2 separate regions of the Sus scrofa genome follow, and region 2 is linked to region 1. Evidence: chromatin contacts called from public HiChIP or PLAC-seq data. All regions are on one chromosome and are shown on one strand. Each heading gives the region's core, a stretch centred on a gene start, on an enhancer-like site or on the middle of the called end of the contact. The rest is flanking DNA. Distances are from core to core; before and after follow the strand shown. Region 1 holds the start of RILPL1 (RILP-like protein 1). Region 2 overlaps KMT5A (N-lysine methyltransferase KMT5A).

Evidence for each region. HiChIP or PLAC-seq counts read pairs in DNA pulled down with a chosen protein or histone mark.
Region 2: an H3K27ac HiChIP or PLAC-seq map of skeletal muscle shows a contact between it and region 1. The contact joins the enhancer-like site here to the promoter of RILPL1 in region 1. A contact is called at or near these places in 1 of 5 promoter capture datasets (fetal liver), 3 of 47 Hi-C or Micro-C datasets (epiblast stem cells, retroperitoneal adipose tissue and skeletal muscle) and 2 of 2 datasets of contacts at active chromatin or transcription factors (alveolar macrophages and skeletal muscle).

What each region holds. Positions count from the first base shown.
Region 1 is chr14:29,420,525-29,426,796 of Sscrofa11.1, reverse strand. It overlaps RILPL1 (RILP-like protein 1), which reads right to left and starts at 2,677. Exons shown (of 7, transcript XM_001925355.7): 1 at 1,846-2,677. The coding sequence starts at 2,154. It overlaps LOC102160998 (collagen alpha-1(I) chain-like), which reads left to right and starts at 2,296. Exons shown (of 2, transcript XM_005670587.3): 1 at 2,296-3,249; 2 at 4,610-5,484. The coding sequence starts at 2,318. The coding sequence ends at 4,628.
Region 2 is chr14:29,526,370-29,532,641 of Sscrofa11.1, reverse strand. KMT5A (N-lysine methyltransferase KMT5A) reads left to right here. Exons shown (of 7, transcript XM_021072264.1): 3 at 1,068-1,287; 4 at 1,691-1,778; 5 at 5,182-5,241. Among named protein-coding and RNA genes, the nearest start is that of KMT5A, 14 kb to the left of the region's middle. Within about 2 kb of position 2,976, at least 22 of the 83 cell types and tissues checked have an H3K27ac peak or open chromatin away from gene starts, as enhancers often do. A contact at or near this core is called in retroperitoneal adipose tissue and skeletal muscle, where this site is marked.

The DNA of each region.
Region 1 (6,272 bases), core at 1,428-3,927:
AAGGTTTTCTCGGGAGTGTGAATCTCCTATCTGACCCCAGGGCATAGGGGCCTATGAGAACAAACACAATCAAACCTCCAAAACACTAGTGCTCTTAACCACCTAAGGATCTGCCCTCAGGTTAAGACTGCCTAGGCTCTGCTCCTTGAAAAGACACAGACCTCAAAGTACACACAGTAGGTGATGGCTGGTCAGATAGGTTCAGAGAGGCTCAGTGTATTTTCTGAGGCCACAGAGCAAGACAGAACCTGCTCAGGCACCCTGACTCCTCAAGGAAAAGCATTTCCTCCCATTCTCAGTCCGAAGGGTCTGACAAGAGCTTCCTTGGGCTGTGGTTGGGGCAGGAAACCACACATCTCCCACTTCCTTTTCCCCAGGCACCTTGTCTGGCCTCCAGGCCCAGTGAGGAGGCCCTGATTCTTGAGTCCAGAGGGATTCTTCTTTACAAGGCAGAGGCTTGGGCATAAAACTGCCTGAAATCATCCTCCTTCAAGAGAAGAGGCACAAGAATGACCTCCACCAGGGCTGGGACTCTGTCAGCACTAACTTGAGACAAATCCCCTGTCAGCACTAACTTGAGACAAATCCTCGCACTCTGATCCTGTTTCTTCATATATAAGATGAAGATAACAGTCCCTACCTCACAGAGTTGTGTGAGGATTAAAGATAAAATCACCTCATGTTAATAGACTCGAAGAAACCCTGCAAAGCCATTTGCAAACTGGAACTCAGAGACTGAGCGTCAATGAGCTTAGTGGCTAGAGGTCATATCCTCTTGGCTCTGGAGGGTTCTAGAGGAGGATGAAGAAAGGGGCCTGGTGTCCTAGCTTCTTAGGTGACACTGAAGGGCAGAGGGACTTATTTCATTTCTGGAAAAGAATAACATTACTTAAGCACTCAATTTTTTATTATTTTTTTGTCTGTGTCTGCAGCATGTGGAGGTTCTGGAGCCAGGAGTCGAACCCTTCCCACATAGCAACCCAAGCCACTGCAGGGACAGCTGGATCCTTAACCTGCTGAGCCTCAGCGGGAACTCCTAGCTAAGTACTTTAGAAAACATCCCATTTAATTCTCTTTTTTCCTTTAAATTTGCCATTTTAACTTTTTTTTTTTTTTTTTTTTTTTGGCTGCACCTGCATGCTTAAGTTTCTGGGACAGGGACTGAATGTGCACCACAGCAGTGACAATACCAGGTCCTTAACCCACTTAGCCACCAGGAAACTCCCCCATTTAATTCTTTTTTCTTTTTTTTTCTTTTGCTATTTCTTTGGGCCGCTCCCGTGGCATATGGAGGTTCCCAGGCTAGGGGTCCAATCGGAGCTGTAGCCACCGGCCTACGCCAGAGCCACAGCAACGCAGGATCCGAGCCGCGTCTGCGACCTACACCACAGCTCACGGCAACGCCGGATCGTTAACCCACTGAGCAAGGGCACGGACTGAACCCTCAACCTCATGGTTCCTAGTCGGATTCGCTAACCACTGCGCCACGACGGGAACTCCCCCCCATTTAATACTTAAAAGGTGGATCCTATTAGTATCACCATCTGATATGTGGGGAAATAAAGCACAGAGAGGTTAAATAACTTACTCAAGGTCACACAGCTATTAAATGGTAAAAGTAGGACCGGAACTTAGGTCTGACTCCAAAGAACTACCCTTAATCTCTGGGGGTGGTATATGCCAGGTCCCCTAGACTGGGCAAAAGAGGGCCGGGGCCTCCATCCCTATCCCTGTTGCCTATTCTCTGTGTACACATAAGTGTCACCTACAGTTGTCCTATACGAAAGGGCCCCTAGGTCCCAGCTGCTCCATTGCCCGGATGGGCAGACTGAGGCTACTGCCCACCTTCTGGTGCTTGCGCTCCTTCTCGATGCGGTCCATCCTCTCCAGGCGCAGACGATCCAGCTCGAGGCGCAGCTCGTCCAGCTCTGGTGCGACGTGGTGGCGGCTGACCAGCACCTCCAGGATCTCCAGGACGCGCACGACCTTGGGCATGAGGCGCGCGATGGCCTCGCAGCCGTGCTGGTCGATGACCCGCTCGAACTCGTGGCCCACGAGCGACGCGATGTCGTACACGTCCATGACGGTCAGCTCCGCCACATTCTTCTCCAGCGCTGACTCGGCTGCTAGCGCCGACCCCCGGTCCTCCTCCATGGCCCCCCGCCCGGCCTCTCCCTCACCCCGCAAACTAGTGCAACTCCCAAACTTGCCGCTGTCGAGGGCAGCGCCGGGCCGGGCCCACCTCCCTCTGCCGCCGCCGGCCCGCGCTTAGCTGGTCCTCCGGCGAGGGCGCACCGGGCGGGCGGCGGGCGTCGGCATGGGCGGAGGCGACCGGCCGGGAGCCAGAGGTCAGCGCGCCGGGTGCGGGTCTCCGCGCCCCGCTCGGCCCAGAGCCTGCTCCCCAGTGGGGGGAGAAGGAGGAGGAGACGGAGGCGAGGAAAGCGCGCGCGTGCGCAGGCCCGCGGCGCCTCCCAAGTTGGGAATCCGAGTTGGGCGCAATGGAGGCGCGGGGTCTAGCTGGAGAGGGGGCCCCCACTGCCCTCGGAAACAGTCCTCGCCCGAAGCTCGCCCACACGCCCGGGGCCTGGAAAGGAAGGGCGGCCGCGGCTCCTCCGGGAAACTTTGTCCGCGGCGACGCTGGGTGACCGGCTCCCCCCGCAGGGATGCCACGCGCCCCGCCCTGATCCCGGCCTGGAGAGGGGCGCGCCCAGCTTCCGCCGCCCGAGGGCGCCCTGGGGCCCCCACGGGCACCGCACCCCCACCCGCCGACTCCGCAGCCCCCCGCCCCCCCGGACCCCCAGCTCCACCCGCGGGACCTTCCTTCCCGCCTGCAGCCGGATCCCCCAGCGTGTCCGGAGGCGCCACCCCCTCCTCGGGCCCGGTCCTGGCTCCTCCTTTCCCACTCCCGCCTGGAGGGGTCAAACTAGCCCGGAGGAGAGGGAGTGGAGGCGGTGGGGATGGGGGTCGCCGGTCTCTGGACGATTCACAGCGTCAGCGGGCAGCCCCAGCTTTGGAGAGAAAAGGAGGGTTCCGGAGGTGGACTATGGGGTGGGGAGTCGAGGACCCGCCTCACCGACCTGGTCACCAGGCAGACCTGGCGACGCCAGGCCCTGTGCTCCAGGAGAGGCGCCCGGGAGAAGGGCAGAAGAGTGGTGCGGTCCTCTGGTCCCTGAGCCGCCGGGCTACGCTGCCTGCCGGGCCACGTCCATTAGTGGCTCCTTATGACATAAACACCACTTCACAGAGAAGGTGAGGCCGGGGTTTGGATTTCAGCTTTCTTGTCCCGAGCCCTCTTTCTTTTGACCTGGCTAAATCCGCTAGTCCATCAGACCACCCATCCCCGCCCAGGTGAGCCTTCCCTGAACCCACAACCCCACCCTTCGCACCCTCACGCATGGGTAATTAGGGACCTGCTTTTGCATCCACACAGCCTGCTGCCTACTCCCATAAAACTGCTCTTAGCACAGTGAGTTTTAACGTAGTTACAGGTAGCCTCCCCCATCAGATTGTGAGCTCCTTGAAGGCAGGAAAAAAAAAAAAAAAAACCTTTAATGTCTTTGTAGCTATAAAATCCACCCCAACCTGATACATGTGGATTAAAACTGAAGACTTTCAAAGTTTAAAATGTACTGAGAGTGGGTTAAAGATCAGGTATTGCTGTGAGCCGTGGTGTAGGTCGCAGACAGGGGTGGGATTCCACATTGCCCTGGTGTAGGCTGGCAGCTGCAGCTCCCATTCTACCCCTGGCCTGGGAATTTCCATACCCCGCAGGTGCAGCCCTAAAAAGCAAAAAATTAATAAATTAAGTAATTAAAATGCACTGAGCATTTGCTTCATATTTAGTTTAAAAATATATAGTGTTTACCATGTGCCAGATGTTATTCTAGGTCTATTATAAATATTTCCTCATTTACTCCATGGCTTTTCAAAAGTGGCCTAAGGACCACTGGGGTTCCCCACTACCCAGAGTCTCTTTGAGGTCCCTTTTGCTAGCTATGTATCAGTGAGAGCCTAGATGTTCTTCATATTCTTAACACTACACAGCCTATCATGATAGACTGAATATGCAGATGGAGATTTGAAGATCCAGATCTCTAATAAGGAACTAGACATTAAAGAGACATGCAAAAGTAGGAACCAATGTCACAGCTATAGTCCTCGGTACCTTTTTGTTTTGGAGCATAATTGATTTTTTTTTTTTTTTTTTTTTTGTCTTCTTGCCATTTCTTGGGCCGCTCCCGTGGCATATGGAAGTTCCCAGGCTAGGGGTCTAATTGGAGCTGTAGCTGCCAGCCTACTCCAGAGCCACAGCAACACGGGATCCGAGCCGAGTCTGCGACCTACACCACAGCTCATGGCAATGCCAGATCGTTACCCCACTGAGCAAGGCCAGGGATTGAACCCCCAACCTCATGGTTCCTAGTCGGATTCGTTAATCACTGCACCACGACGGGAACTCCGGAGCATAATTACTTTTTATTAAAAATATTCATGTTAATATGTTATGTGTCTGTTTTAAATAAGTCAATATTTTTAAGAACTGTCAGTTTAAATTTCTAGTTTACAATAGAGATCAATAGATATAACATATCTAACAAAATCTTTTTAGGGTCTTCAGTGGTTTTTAAGAGTGCCCTCGGAAAAGGGTCCCTGAGAGCAAAAATTTGAGAACTGCTACCATCCAGCATCCTAAGAGGTATTATTATCCCTACTTTACAAAAGAGGAAAGTGAGGTACAGAGAAGTCAAATCACTCACCCCGGAGGCCAGGCAGCTGGTAAGTGCTGAAATGGGGTTAGGAGTTCCCTGGTGGCCTATCAGGTTAAGAATCCAGCATTATCACTGCAGTGGCTCGGGTCACTGCCATGGTGCAGGTTTGATTCCTGGCCTGGGAATTTCTGCCTGCCGTGGGTGAAGCAAGAAAAATAAATAAATAAAAAGTAAAAAAATAATAATAAAACCGGGGTCAGATCTGTGCAGAGCAACTCAAAAACGTGGACCTATGATTATCCCCATCCTAAATCAAGGACAGTGAGGAGCAGGGAAGGGCATTCATTTCCTGTAGCTACTGCACATTGCCACAGACTTGCTGACTTGAAACAATAGAAGCATTCTCTGACGGTTCTGGATGCCAGAAATCTGAATGAAGGTGTTGGCAGGGCTGCACGCCCTCTGATAGTCCTAGCAGAGGGTCCTTCCTCACTTCTTCCAGCTTCTGGGCTTCCTTAGCTTGTGGCTGTTGTGATTCCAGTCTCTGCCTTTGTCTGCTTCCTTAGCTTGTGGCTGTTGTGATTCCAGTCTCTGCCTTTGGTCTTCACATGGTGTTCTATGCCTCTGTCTTCTGCGTATCTCTTATAAAAGTACTTGTCATTAGATGTAGAACCCACTCACACAATCCAGAATGATCTCATCTCAAGATCCTTAATCATAACTGTATAGACACTTTTAAAAATAAGATCAAGGATTTCCTGTTGTAGCTCAGTAGGTTAAGGACATGAAGTAGTATCCATGAGGATGTGGGTTCCATCCCTGACCTTGCTCAGTGGGTTAAGGATTTGGTGTTTCTTTAAACTACAGTGTAGGTCACAGAAGTGGCTCGGATCCCATAGTGTTGGCTGTGGTATAAGCTGGCAGCTGCAGCTCCGATTTGACCCCTAGGCTGGGAGTTTCCCTATGCTGAAGGTGTGCCCTGACCACGCCCCGGGCAAAAAAAAAAAAAAGAAAAAGAAAAAAGAAAAAAAAAGACACAATCACATTGAGAAATTCCAGGAATTAGGATGTGAGGGTAGCTTTTTTGTTATGTTATGGGAGGTGGGTGTCAGGAGGGCTGGTACCATTCAACCCCGCTACTGGAAGTTGAATAACTTACCTAAGGTCCCAAGGCTGGGAGGGATGGAGCTGAACATGGTGGGTGCCCATGGCAAACTAATAAAAAACAAAGGCCCAGATTGGGACAGCTTTGCCCTAAAGTCAGCAAAGACTTACTGAGAGTCTGCTCAGAGGGGGCGAGAGTGGAGGAGCCACAGCACCAGCCTGCAGCCTAAGCCTTGGGACCAGGGCAGGAAAAAAATGAGAGAGTAGAGGGGGTGGAAATGACATTAGGGAAGGAAAGGGGAGGCAGGCGTTCCAAGGTGACAACCAAATGCTAAGCCTGGGTGCTTAGGATAACATTCACAATCTTGAGAAAAGTGGGGAGAGACAGTTGATCCTCGTGGTTAAGCTTCCAAATCTTTCTGTGTTCCGACCTTGGTGTGGTCACTGACCTGGTGTGTG
Region 2 (6,272 bases), core at 1,727-4,226, 110 kb before region 1:
TCTGAGAACCACCATGAAAGCTGGGCTTCATCCCTATTAGAAGAGGGAGTTTTTTTTTTTTTAAAAAAAGAGTCTGAGGGTCCCTTGTGGTGCAGTGTGTTAAGGATCCGGTGTTTGTCACTGCAGCAGCTTAAGTCGCTGCTGTGGTGTGGGTTCAGTCCCTGGCCTGGGAACTTCCTCAGGCCGTGGGCATGAACACACACACACACTCTGAAATGAATCATGCCAGGCAGCTAGCTCTTGGGGAGAGAGGTCTTTGCTGGGGAGACGTTCTGCTTTATTGCCTTCCTCCTGTCCACCAATGCTGTCCCATTCTTTCAAAATTTAGCCTTTTTTTTTTTTTGCCTTTTCTAGGGCCGCTCCTACGGCATATGGAGGTTCCCAGGCTAGGGGTCTAGTCAGAGCTGTAGCTGCTGGCCTATGCCACAGCCATAGCAACTTGGGATCCGAGCTGCGTCTGTGACCTACACCACAGCTCACGGCAATGCCGGATCCTTAACCCACTGAGCGAGGCCAGGGATCGAACCCGCAACCTCATGATTCCTAGTCGGATTTGTTAACCACTGAGCCACGACGGGAACTCCAATTTAGCCTTTTTCTTCCCCCTGGGGTCTGCAGCCCATTTCCTGAAAAGCCACTGATCTTGCCTTTGTGCCAGTCTTGCTGGCCTTGATGCTTCTGCTTCAAGGACTGTTACCCTCAAGGCCCGATATGTTGATAAATTCTATGGGAGGAATCTTTCTCCAGCGTATATATCAATTCATCATGGTGTAACACTTCAAATATCTTGTAATTGTATTAACTATTTATATCTCAACAAAGCTGGAAAAAAAAAATGCAGAGAACCGAAAGCTCTGCCCAGTGTCTGGGTCCAAAGAGTAAAGCCAGAAGGTTTTCCTAAGAAACCCATTAGCAGACACCAGCCTTAGCAGACCAAGGGCACTGCTGTCCAGCACATCTATGCCCCTCTCCTTTCCTAAAGCCTGGCTTTGAAGGCAGCTGAGGGCTGGAAAGTGGGAAACGGAGAGTCTGGAATCAGCCCGTCTCTCTCCACCCTTTGCCCACAGAGAAAAGAAACTCTGGGAATGCAATACGAAGCACCGTGAAGTCCGAGGAACAGAAGATCAAAGACGCCAGGAGAGGCCCCCTGGCACCTTTTCCAAACCAAAAATCTGAAGCAGCAGAACCTCCCAAAACCCCGACCTCGTCTTGTGATTCTCCCAATGCAGCTGCTGCCAAGCAAGCCCTGAAAAAGCCCATGAGGGGCAAACAGGCCCCCAGGAAAAAGTAAGTGCCAGCCCGCCCCTAAGACCGGGCAGTCTGGTCCTGATACTGGCGTGGCCTGTCCAGTGCCAGCCAGGTTGAAACCATCCCTGCTCTCAGCCTGCATTAGAGCTCAGATTCCTGAGTCGCCACTAGGGATACCAGTATTAGTCAGCATTTTGTCTGGCACAGGTACAGAGCTCAGGAGCCCCCTCCCCGCCAAGAGCAGGCAGACTGTCTTTGACACTCTCTCTGAGGCCCCCCTGGGCAGCAGAGCCTTGAGTGACCCTGGGACACCGTGGACAAAGGTGTTTAAGTGACATCATTCTCAAGGAGCTCTCTCCTAAGGGGTTGTGTGCTTCCCTCCCGGATGTGAATGTGGTCTCCGTGCTAATACTTGCTTTCTCCTCTTCCTTTCCCATCCCAGAGCTCAAGGAAAAACGCAACAGAATCGCAAACTCACGGATTTCTACCCTGTGCGGAGGAGCTCCAGGAAGAGCAAAGCTGAGCTGCAGGTTAGAGGCATGTGGTTTTAGCCTCGGCTCCTGGAGGGGCAGGGAGGCCTGGGGAGCAGTGCAGGTAGTGTGCAGGACCTGAGCTCTCTTTGTATCATCTGGGGACAAGTCTCTTGGCCTCTGTGGCCTCGCTATTCTCCTTGGTCTAGTGGGGGCGGTCATCGTGATGTTCTGGGTCACCAGGAGCCTTGGTTAAGATGCCTCTGTGAAGGAGCCTTGTGACCTGTAGCATGTGGCATGGAAAGTCAGGTGTCACCATGAAAGCGACTTTTCTGGACATGTTGGCAGGGCCGTTGCATCCTGGGTCTGTGGGGAAGGCTGCTGTCTAGAAGTTTCCATGTCTTGGGGTAAAGAGGAGCAGCTTGGGAACTACTTACTGTGTATATGACCTCAGGCCTATACTTTACCACCCTGGGCCTCTCTATGCTGTCTGTGAAATGGGATAATAAAGCAGCCCCGCATGGCGTATTTGGGAGGATTCGATTTGTTAATGCACGCAGAACACTTAGAACCGTGCCTGGTACACAGTGAGACCTGCTAACTATTGTCGCTGTTGCTTCCCCGCTGTGGTCCCTTTTGGAGGCGCCTCTCTGCTCTTCGCTTGTTCCCACCCAGCCATGGTCCCCCAGAATCTGTGGAGGCCAGCCAGGCGGTGAGGCCCCGCCCGCCCACCGTCTTTGCAGAGTGCTGAGCTATGCAGCAGTTGATCAATATTTGATGCAGTGAGGTGTGGTGCTTGCCTTTCTGTTGAGGAAACTCAGGGTGTGGCCTGGCCCTGTGGCCTGCTGGGTGTGCAGATTAATTAACCTGGAGGCTGGCAAGTAGTGCTCCAGATTGCCACCCCCACTGAGGGGTGGGACATCTCAGCCCGCGCAGACCCCTTCAGCATTTAGATGGTGAATCTGTGGCTGTACATACAATGATCTAGTGTATCTCTTTCTCTTTTTGTCTTTGAATTGACAGGGCTACATTAAAAAACCAACAACAGAAGCGGGGGGGGGGGGGGGTCCGTTCCTACTCCCTTTCTCCCCCCTCCCCGGCTCCGCTCCAGAGAAGCTTTGGCTTTTATTTCTTTAGAAAGGCAGTGTTTTTCAGCCAAGAACAAGCTGTTACAAAATGTTTGCCTGCAGTGGGAGGCTGTGCTAGGTCACTCTTGGAGACGGCACTGCAGAGGGCGAGGCGGTGCCAGCCCCAGAACCCGGGACACTTCCCGGTTGCAGCTAGAGCCCCAACACCCACAGGGAGTCTGGGGGTCCACCAAGGGCCGCTGTGGGCTGCAGGATAGGGGTAGCTGAGTTTGCCTTTTTAATGAAAAAAACGGCTTTTCTGTCGAGGAGTGAAGGCTGCAGAGGGCTGTGATGCAGGTCTCCTGTATGTTGCAGCAGATGAGTAGAAGAGAACAGGCACTTGCTGCCCCAGGGCTCAGTCTGCAGGCACAGTAAAGCTGGCTCTGTCACTGGACCAAGAGCCAGTCGCTAGGGAGAGCCGTGCGGTGCCTGCCATCGTTTGTGTTGGCTGTCCTGAGTGGGCACTGTGGCCAGGTGGTTGCAGGCCAGGACAGTGAGGTGGCTGCTGGCCGGGTGGGGCTGTGGCCTGCAGGGCGGTGTCTCCTCTTGATTACAGAGGTGAAGCCCAAAGGTGGGGCGGCTGCATCTCCGCTGAGGGGGTAAGGTCAGGGACTGCCCTTCTGGGCTGGGCAGAACGGAGGCCTGGGTGGATGGGATGTAAGCAGGGGTGCAGATAGCTGGGGTGAAACAGAGCCCTGCAGGCACCTCGCTGGGGCTGAAGACTGAGTGGGCAGGACTGGGTCCAGGGTCCAAGTCCGGTCCAGAGGAAGCTAGGCCTTGGAGAGATGCCCTGAACCCCTCATTTGCTGTGGGAGCCGCTTCGCTGGCTGGAATGGCTGTGGGTGGGGTGACAGCCAGCTCTGGGGCAGGGACTGCAGTGTTGGCAGTGCCCTGGCCTCATCATCCCCAGCCCAGCCCTGGGCCTGGTGCAAAGCAGCTGCTGGTTCCAGCTCAGGAATGTCTTGGGTCATCCCTCCTTCCTCACTTTCTTTCAGACCTTGCTCCCCACCCCACTCAGGCCCTGGGTCCCCTGTGTGCTGCTGCCAGAATCCTCTTTTGGACACTCAGAGCTGGTCGCTCGCATGCCCCTAACACCTGAGCCTCCAGAGTGAAACTCAGACCCTTTGGCTCTGCATTCAGGGCATCTCGGCTGGCCCCAGCTCAGTCCTGCTTATTCTGCCACGGCAGGAAAATCCCCAGCTGCCTATCCCAGATTTCCCATGATTGTTCCCATTTACGTCTGCTCATTGGTCTCAGCATGCTTGTAACTAATTAATTATTCAACAAGGTGGTTGTGTGTGTGCCTATGGCAGAGTTGCTTTGAGGGCTTACTGTGTGCCAGGCACTGTTCTAGGCCAGGAGACTCCACAGTGAACAAGATCAGATGAGGCTCCTGAACTCACAGAGCTTATATTTAAGTGAGGAGTGATTAACAACAATAACAAAAAAACTGAAAAGCAAGATAATTTTGGAGCACTCTGACATTGGTTAATAAACCCTAGTAGTTGGATGGTGTGTCTAGGCCAAGGCTAGTTTAGCCATAGTAGCAAAGTTTCTCTGAGGAGGTGCCTTTTGAGCAGAGCTTGGAAGGGAGGAAGCAAGCCAGGCAAATGGATTAGGGAAAGGATTTACCAGGCAAGGGAATGGCAGATGCAAAGGCCCCGAGGCAGGACCAAAGCTGGCCTTCTGAAAGAGCCAGCCATTGTGGCTAGAGGGTGGGAGCCAGGGTGAGGCTAGGGCCTGGATCCTGCAGAATCTCAGGGCCGTCAGACAAATGGGTTTTATCCCAGTAGCAGAGCAAAGCTACTCATCTTAGGGTTCCTTGGTACATTTGTCACAACTAAGGAACCAGTGTTACTGTTAAATAAACTTCCTGGAGAACTTTAAGCAAGGGAATGACCTGATCTCCTTTACATTTTTAGAAGATCCCTCTGGCTGCCTTGTGGAGAAAGGGGCGGGTGGCTGGTTGAGGCCATGCCCCTGCTCCCGCCGTCTGATCAGCCCAAACTGGTGTTATATGAAATCAGAATTCTGATTTTTACGTGTCAGCAATTTAGATTTTTTTTTTAATTCTGCGTGGGCCAAGCAGAACACAGCCACGAGCCCAATTCTGCCCTTGCACTACCACTGTCTCCCTTCTGGTCCATCTGAACCCCAGGTGGCGAATTGTCCCCCTTCAAAAGGGCAGTGAGAGAAGGACGGGTGCTTGGGCAGCATCAGGGACCGATGCCATGGAAGCCAACTGTGAACGACCTGTGATCCCAGGCAGCCAGGGCTACTGGAATGGCCCAGGAGGGAATGCTGATGTACTTGTTTCTTTTTTCCTCCCCACCCAGTCCGAAGAAAGGAAAAGAATTGATGAATTGATTGAAAGTGGGAAGGAAGAAGGCATGAAGGTAAGGGGCGGCAGGGCCCACTGCATGGAGGCTAAGGCTGAGAGGTTGCACCTTCGCTGGTCCAGAGGCCGCAAAGAGCCATGCCGCTTGAACCCTCTCACTGTCAGTGTGACCAGGCAGACTCTTACAGGGACCAAATACCAAAACTATTGTTAAGGGAATGCCTCATGAAGGAAACATAATGGACCTTGTATGTGAGATGTTATCCTGAGGAAACTTTTTAAAAATTACAAAATACATAAAAAAGAAAATTTATCCTTGTAACCTTTTATCTATGTATTTATTTTTTGCTTTTTAGGGCTACACCTGCAGCATATGGATGTTCCTGGGTTAGGGGTCTAATTGGAGCTGTAGCTTCCAGCCTACACCACAGCCATGGCAACACGGGATCCTTAACCCACTGAGTGAGGCTGGGGATCGAACTGTGTCCTCACGGATACAAGTTGTATTTGTTTTCACTGCACCACAATGGGAACTCCCAGGGAAACTTTTAAAAGGACAGTGGTAAGTTTTTTCTGGACTATTTTCCTAGGGAATGGCATGCCCAGGGGATTTGGTTTTCTCTGAGTATATTTCAGACATACTGGGTAGATGAAAGGGGAGTAGCTCTCCATTAGTGGTGGCCAGATGGATCTGGACTAGTGCCCAGGGTTAGAAAGCTTCAGTTTCTACCCACCGTTGAGGGGGTTCTGGATTTAAGCCTAGGCCCCTCAAGCAGTCACTCTCCATTTCCATTTATAATGGAATAAGGAGAAACCCAGGAGGCTAAATTAGGGAATAAAGGAAAGACTCAGAACACTGGCTCCTGCTATTCCCCTGAAGAGGTCAGGTTGTGGATTTGGGTTTGTGCTACACTGCTTCCCAGCTGATCTCCCATGAGGATCCAGTGTAACAACACTTTGCAAATAGGCACAAAGAACTCTTTGGGGTGATGGATTGTGGCAATAGTTGCACAACAGTGTACATTTAATAATACCTGTCGAATTGTACATGTAAAAAATGAGTGAATTTTTTGGCCTACCTCAGTAAAG